Linked DNA regions of Ovis aries: region 2 is linked to region 1. A link is a contact called in public Hi-C data. All regions are on one chromosome and are shown on one strand. Each heading gives the region's core, a stretch centred on a gene start, on an enhancer-like site or on the middle of the called end of the contact. The rest is flanking DNA. Distances are from core to core; before and after follow the strand shown. Region 1 overlaps ASPH (aspartate beta-hydroxylase). Region 2 holds the start of ASPH (aspartate beta-hydroxylase).

Region 1 (4,103 bases), core at 908-3,407:
GTTACTATTTGATGAACATAGATGATGGCTGTTAGAAAATTTGTAGTAGTGTCAATGTAGGTATAGCTTCTTGTTTTTTGTATGATGTTGCAATAAGCCTAACAGTATGATAAGCCCCACGGTGTAGTCGCAATGTCATGACTAGTGTTCACGTCTGCAATTTAAATCTGTTTGAATCTATGGATGTGACTGTCAGATGACGGTCTCCAAAGCTGAGAGGATTGTCCTGTAGGGTCTTCTACTCACACTTCCTAACACCTTCTGAGAGCAGGCAGCCAGCCATCACACCAGCCAAGGGGCCTTTCCTCCTGACTACTGGGAAAGACAGTGGTTGTCTATGTGCTTTAATGTATGTTGACTTCATCTTCTGCATTTTATCTTCATTTCCCAGCAGTTCCTTTTCTGAAAACTTTGCCCTTCCTATTTTCTTTATTCTGTTATGAATGTGAACTTTGTTAACTAGAAACCGAAATAATTTTTTCTTTTTTTTAAGAAAAATCTGAACCTGATTCATTTCTTATTTTTTGATATCTTATGGAGAAGTCTTTTAGCATTTATATCTGCTTTCAAAACCAAGTTTAAATATCTACCATATTTGTCAACCCAAAACAAAGGATTGAGCTGTTATGAAAAAGGTGCATAGCTGATTAATCCAATATATTCATTTTAATGTGTATATGTGGAGGTCATATTTCATGTTATGCTTTAATGTCTACGTTTTTTCTACTTAGTTATGTTTTAATTATTTTAGGACCTCAGAATATTGAAGATGAAGTACACGAACAAGTTCAGTCACTTGATGAAACAGTATACTCAGAACATGGTATGAATTAAAATATGTTTCATGTATTACTAAAATGATGGTTAACTATGTGAAATGACTTTGATATTATTTTAAAATTCAAGTATTAATTGAGTGAGCTTTTAAAAGTTATTAGAAGACAAATGTTTTTAAAATAACACTGCACTAGTTTTATTTTGCCCCATTTTATTGTTAAGAGAATAAATGGAGACCAACGATAGTGTGACCAATGATACATCAAGAACAAATAACATTAGCAACAGGAGGAGGGAAATAGAAGAGAACAGGGCAAACTATAACAGGCTCTCTGGGAACTGTTTTCAACCCTCAGATTACACTGACTGCTTGGGTGGCCACCAGAGCAAAAAGAAACTTTTAATTACGTAGATCATATTACTAGAGAAGACACGAACATGCTGTTTACTTAGAGAATGTAAAGCATTTCCTTAGCTCTTACATCTAAAACGTTTAAGTTCCGTATGAAGAATATTAAACGATACTCTAGAAACCAATGTTTGCTAAGACTGTTTCTTGACTCATCCGTTGATAAAAACACAGAACCCCCAAAGGGTTTCCCTGGGGGCTCTGGTGGTAAAGAGCCCACCTGCCAATGCAGGAGACTCGAGAGCTGCAGGTTGGATCCCTGGGTGGGAAAGACCCCTGGAGGAGGGCATGGTAACCCACTCCAGTATTCATGCCTGGAGAATCCCACAGACAGAGGAACCTGGGGGCTACAGTTCTTGGGGTCTTCAGACACGACTGAAGCAACTTTGCACACACGCACCATACCAAAATTTAACAGGAGGGTTTTGAAGAGAGCAGAACAAGTGGTGTCCTGATACTTCTAGTGTGTTGGTGAGAGCTGAAGGTGGCCCTAAAGGAAAAAATTATGTTTCTTAAAAACAAACAATTCTCCATCATTTAAATTGGGCTTTTGAGGGCTGGCTAAAGTATCTTAGTCCATCTTGGGTATTTTGCGGTTAAGTGTAAAACATCCATCAGGCTCCATCTGTGCTCCACTGGGGAGACCAGCTTTGGCTGAGTTTGAGAGTTTTGCCCTTGGCTAGTAGGGGTCTAGGAGCCTGTGTCCTTTAGTACCACTTCTTCTCAGCCAGAAAAGGTACTTCACCTGCCAGTGTGAGTAAACACAGGCTTTCCATTCCTGCATCTTTTTTTAAAATTTCACCTTTAACCTAAGCCAAGGATGATGCAATCTCAGTACATGGTTGATTTCAATATGATGAGGTAAGTGCTGTGATGGTGAAATACATGATGCTGTGTGGGACTTACTCAGACTTTGGGTCACCAGGGGCTTCCTGGAGGAATGACATTTTGATTTACGAGCTGGAGGATGGTGCAATGCTTCGCCAGTCAAAGGTTGTCAGCAAAGTTTTAAGTAGAGGGCATGGCATGTCTGAAAGTCCAGGGACCAAAAAGATCTGAACACAGGTGGAGAGATGAGGGGAAGGGATGTTCTCACTTGATGCTAAGAGGAGTTGAAACCATTGGAGGGCGTGAAGGAGCATTGTGTATTCTGTCTGCAGCATGAAAAATGAGGTGGAGGAATTGTCAATAGGAAGATGGGACAGGGAGGTTGTACTGGGGATCTGAGTGAGTCGAGATGGTTGTTCAAAGTAAATTTCAGCCAAGGTTGGGGGAGAAGGAAGTGGAGGGTGCGGTGGACATCTGTGTGGATAGATGCAGGAAGCCAGTCTAGCACCTGGATTCCCAGAATCTCTTCTTTGTCAAGACTTTCTTCTCAGAAAACCACAGACCGTGGCTTTAAATACTACTTATGAATCTATATCTGCAGCCCTGATCTCTCATCTAAGCTCCTGGATTTACCGAACTGAATAACTAACTAGAGATAAGATAACTATTCTTATCTCTATATGCATGTTTTATGGATATCTCAGACTCAAAATGTTCCTAAAACTGAAATTCTTGATTCCTCTCCATCTCACAGCTCCACCGAAAAAAATGTTTTATTCCAGTCTTCTATATTCTAGTTAATGGTCTCTTTATCCATTCAGTTGCCAAAGCTAAAATCCTGGGAGTTTTCCTTGATTTCTTTCTCCTTTTCCCCTCTCATGCATCATCCATCAGTAAGTCCCTTCAGCTTTGCCTCCAAAATGTATTCTGACTTCTGCAGTGTCAGCACCACCATCCCCTCTTCCATCCACTTGGGTCTTTGCTTCCATCTTTGCTCCTCTGCACCCAGTGTTTGATGTGGCCAAGCCTACTGTGGGCCTGATCTCTCTCCCCTTCATCACTTTTCTCGAGCCTAGCTGGCCTCTCTCTTCTCTGTAATCGCCAGGCCTGTCTCTGCCCTAGGACCTTTGGCTTGGTCTGTCTTCTGTTAGTATCTTTGTGTGTGTGTCCAGTCTTCAAATCTTATCAGACCACACTTGCCTCCTTGACACTGTCTCTAACGTAGACTCTCTGTCCCCATCCTTCTGTGTTCCATTGTCGCGTTCTGGTCCTGCAGTTACTTTTATTAGCTGTGTAGCTTTAGCACAGTTCTTCAAGCCCTTTACCCTTCAAAGTTGGATAATTGCTCCCTCATAGGGTTGGGGTGGCAGTTGCAGAGGGCATTGGCCGTGCCTCTGTTGAGGTCTCGTGGGCTCTCACGAGACAGTTTTCCTCCTGGCAGGCTGTCCCTGGGTCATGGAGACTCTCAGTGTATGGTGCTTCTGCTGAAAACAGGGGCTTCTGTTGAATAGATGGGCAAGAGAGCCCAGCCCTGCCTACATAAAACCTGTAAAATTACACTGAATAAATAAATAAGGAACGTGACTAGAAGAAAAAAAGTCATACAGTTAGTGACAGGAAAAATTGATCAGTGTGCTGAGAAGCAGAAAATCTGAAATGAGAAACAAGATAGGAGGCTGTAATAAGAAGACCGAAAACAGTGCCAACATAAAAGGGCCTAATGGCCCAGTTGCATCACTGGGCCACACCAAGTGACTAAGAACGCACCAAGGAAAGTGACTAAGAACCCCGTCCTGCAGTCTGAGGGGAACGTTCAGTAGCAGTAGAAGTTGTATTATTGTTACCACTGTGGTGACGATGATGGTAAAAATATTAACAGCAGCCGCACAGCAACAATAAAGTTTGCTTATTATAGTGAGAGTGAAAGTTGTTCAGTCGTGTCAGACTCTTTGCAACCCCATGGACTATATAGTCCATACAATTCTCCAGGCCAGAACACTGGAGAGAGTAGCCTTTCCCTTCTCCAGGGGATCTTCCCAACCCAGGGACTGAACCCAGGTCTCCTGCATTGCAGGTAGTTCTTTACCAG
Region 2 (3,633 bases), core at 419-2,918, 65 kb before region 1:
CCATCAGTTTTTTTCAGATCTCTCTTTGCAGTTGGGCCAAGGAGGCTTTCAGAAGATATCTGCTAAGAGAAGAAGGAGCCAGTGAGACATTCTCTGCTCAAAACTGAACCTTGTCCTTGGAAGGAGAATTCTGACCATAGACTCTGGAGCCAGATGGAACCATATCGCATCCCTGCTCATCACTTACTAGCTCTGTTACCTACTTAATTTAACCTCTCTGGGCCTGATTTAACTCACACTCAAGAAACAGACACCACAACGATTTTCGTCAGAATTTAAGAGTTCAAGTATCTTGAGCATTGTCTGCTCAGCTCATTTCTCATTATAATTTTATATTAAGCTCTTTAACTTAGATTTGTCTCTTAGTTCAGCTCTCCACCCTCCTCCACCCAATGAAATAATGGTTAAGGGATTTGGATGAGAAAAAGGGCGGGTGAAGGCAGAAGGAGACGCCATGAGATAAAAACTGAACAAGCTGCTTCAGTACAAACCCTGTGAGCTCTGCTGCCCTGCTCTGTCTTGATAACTATCTAACATCATTTCACAAAAAGGAGAGAGAGGCCTTCTCATTATGCAGTGCCACCCTCCCTCGGGCTTCTGTGAATCCAGAAGAGGCCGGTAAGGCCAAGGACCCGACAGTGCACAGAGGCAGAACTGGAGAAGAGGGATAAAAGCAGGTGCCACTCTGCAACCGTGGTCTGGTTCCTTGGCCCTCTTAAGTGCTCTGAAACATGGTCAAGAATTGGGGGAGAGTGTTAAGAAGTTATCAGATATGTATCAAATCACCGAACAGGTCTGGCTTGTCTGTTGCATCAGGCCTTGTGTTGGCGACTGGCGACACAAAGATGATGACAGACCATGTGCCTGATCTCAAGCTCCTATCTGGCTCGTCCAGGGACCCAGATATTCTTAAGACCACGTGTGGTCAGAGCAGCTGAAGGCCCAGACTACCTGCCCCTGCATGGGGGCACCCACGGTGGGGACATCAAGGGAGAGGAATGAAGACGTCAGCGCTGCAGAGAGATTTCAGATAGAGGGCAAAGAAATGAACTTTTTGCTTTACATTTGCACCCCTTAACTAAGATCTTCTGAAAACGCTGATGGCACAAAAGGAGTGACGTCCTGCTTTAAAAACCAACTACGTACGGCTTAAGCATTTAGTTAGTTCTAACATCACCATTTCAGAAATGTCGTAATATTAATACTGACAAATAGTTTTTTCGCAAGAAGGGACGTTGCCTCACTTGGCTCTCTGCGTGCACAGGGAAGTGGGACACGAACAAAATTCCCGGTGAAAAGCCAAGAGAGGGTGAGCTCTAATCCAGACGCTGCACACGTGTCGCCCGCCCCGCCCCATCCCCATTGTACAGGGTCCGCCAAAGCTCGCGAGAGTCCTCTTGCTTTCCACGTCTGCCACGTTCCAAAGGACCAGAACAGACTGGAAAGTCGAAAGCTGCTGGCTCTCACAGGCCGCAGCGTCGCGCCAGAGCAGCCCTAAGCCTGCAGCGGGGCGGGGAAACGCGGCTCGCTTCCGCCCCCTCATAGAGGCCCTTGTGACTGGCTGTATACCCCGTCACTCAGCCTTCTGTGGGCGGGGAGGGTGGGGCTCGCCGGACGGGGGCGTGGTCTCAGGGCGGGTGAGCGGCGCGCTCTCGCCCCGGGAGGGCAGTCGCCAGCTCGGAGCAGGCGAGGGCCGAGCGCGCGCCGGGCGAAAAGTCCTCGGAGGCGCTGCGGGCGGTGCCGAGACACCCGTGCAGCTTCAGGAGCCGCGGCCCTCACCCGCTGCAGCGCCCGCGCTCCCCACGCCCGGAGGGAGCCCCCCACCCTTGCCTGCTCCAGCGGTGCGCGCGATGGCCCCGCGCAAGAATGCCAAGGGCGGCGGCGGCAACAGCAGCAGCAGCAGCTCTGGCAGTCCGACCGGCTGCACCAGCGGCGGCAGCAGCAGCCCCGGGGCCCGGAGAGGTCAGAGGCGCTCCGGAGCCGGGGTCCGGGTGGCCCGGAGGATGGGGCTCCGTTGTGGGGGGGGCGTGGGCTCTGCGGGTCCACCTCCCCAGATACCGCCGAGCGCCTCCTCCATCCTCCTCCGGGCGCGGGGCGGAGGCCGTGCTCGGTGGGCCTGGTGGGTGGGCTGGAGGGGGGCCGGGCCAAGCGGGGAGCCCCTTCCCGGCCGCTCCCTCACCTGCAGTGCGCAGCCGAGATGGAGGTTGTGTCGATCCACTCCTTCTTGGCTCGCTGTGGAATTGACGATAGGCGTAAGAGAAACAGTTTACCTTGGCTGTGCATATTTTGGAGAGTTTGGAAATGAGCCAAAGTCAGAAAATAAGTTCGTGCCAAACCAGCAGCTTTTAAGTGCAGCTCAAAGGAGAATAAGGCTGCTGGGATGTGTGTGCGGGACGGGGGAGAGGGGAGTGATTTGAATGTTCTTGAAGATTATTTTAAATATTTTTGCCTTTATGTAGCTTTCTTACCGTGCGTTGTAGTTGCCTTTAAATATAACAGAATACCATAAATACTGGGCAAGCTTCTCTATTTTTTTCCCTTTGTCTTCTCTTAAAAAAAAAAAAAAGATATTCACCTTTCTCATCCTGTGCTTATCCAGTAAAGAGAGAGAACAGATGTTGTAAATCTGTTTCATCTCATATTTCAGTGGTTCTCATTTCTTTTATACTTCCTTTGACTCATATTTGGGATATTAAAACTGCAATCCACATGTGTATTGAATCAGAGCTATAAACTTTCCCGTTTAAAATAATTCTAGATTCTTTGTTTCCTGAGGTCTGCAAGGAATGTATTTACTTGTATCAAAAAAGTAAATCAGAAGACTATAGTCATCCTTTAAAGAGCTGTTTTTTAAATAGCACTTGCCACCATCTGAAATTATCTATTTTCATGTGTATTGCCTTCCTGTCTCACTCATTCCCTCTGGTTGATTCCTTTTCCCAACTCTTTGAGTCTTGCCATTAATAGATGCTCAATAAAAAATTATTTGATGAGTGAATGAATTTAAATAGTTAAATTTAAATGATGAAAATAGTACAGTTGAAATCATTGAATAAATTTACACTCTGAGAACTAATATTTTGTATTGTAGAGAAAAGAGATACAGTTTGAATTCCACAGAAAACATATTAATTCACCTTTGACATAAGTAAACTTTGTATTCCTTTGTCACTTGACCTTAAATGCCAGTCAGTTGACTTAAACAGGCAGAAGGGTAGACGAAGGAGGGCTCTGCCTACACTTTTAAAAATATCTAAATGAGAACTCATGCAGCTTCAGCTCCAAGTAGAGAAAGCTGATGAAGGACACTTTAATGTTGTTTTCAAAAGTTTTTGTAGCCATTTACAAGCAAAGCACATCATTTTTGTTCCACTTTGCCTTTTGCAGTTCTGGGTAGAGAGGTTTGACTATATCTGAAGCAGTTGTTTTATAAATGCCCTGTCAGTGAGAATTAGCATCGACAGTGTGTGTTGATTGTATCCCCATCCCCAGTGGTTCAAGGTCTGAATCAGTTTTAACAGGTAGGTGCTACATTTAGGAAATGTTAGGACCAAAATGAACACATTCCAACTTTGATATTCCAACATTTTAGAGCAAATTCCATTCTATTTGAGGATCTACATTCTTTTAAGT

The links. A called contact is a pair of places that touch in the nucleus more often than the background predicts.
Region 2: a Hi-C map of tail adipose tissue shows a contact between it and region 1, with 2.7 times the contacts expected there. The contact joins the promoter of ASPH here to the enhancer-like site in region 1. A contact is called at or near these places in 8 of 16 Hi-C or Micro-C datasets (hypothalamus, liver, mesenteric adipose tissue and 5 more).

Annotation. Positions count from the first base shown.
Region 1 is chr9:40,080,440-40,084,542 of ARS-UI_Ramb_v3.0, reverse strand. It overlaps ASPH (aspartate beta-hydroxylase), which reads left to right. Exons shown (of 24, transcript XM_060393701.1): 5 at 752-823. Among named protein-coding and RNA genes, the nearest start is that of ASPH, 65 kb to the left of the region's middle. Within about 2 kb of position 2,157, at least 8 of the 54 cell types and tissues checked have an H3K27ac peak or open chromatin away from gene starts, as enhancers often do. A contact at or near this core is called in tail adipose tissue, where this site is marked.
Region 2 is chr9:40,145,695-40,149,327 of ARS-UI_Ramb_v3.0, reverse strand. ASPH (aspartate beta-hydroxylase) reads left to right here and starts at 1,668. Exons shown (of 24, transcript XM_060393701.1): 1 at 1,668-1,962. The coding sequence starts at 1,851.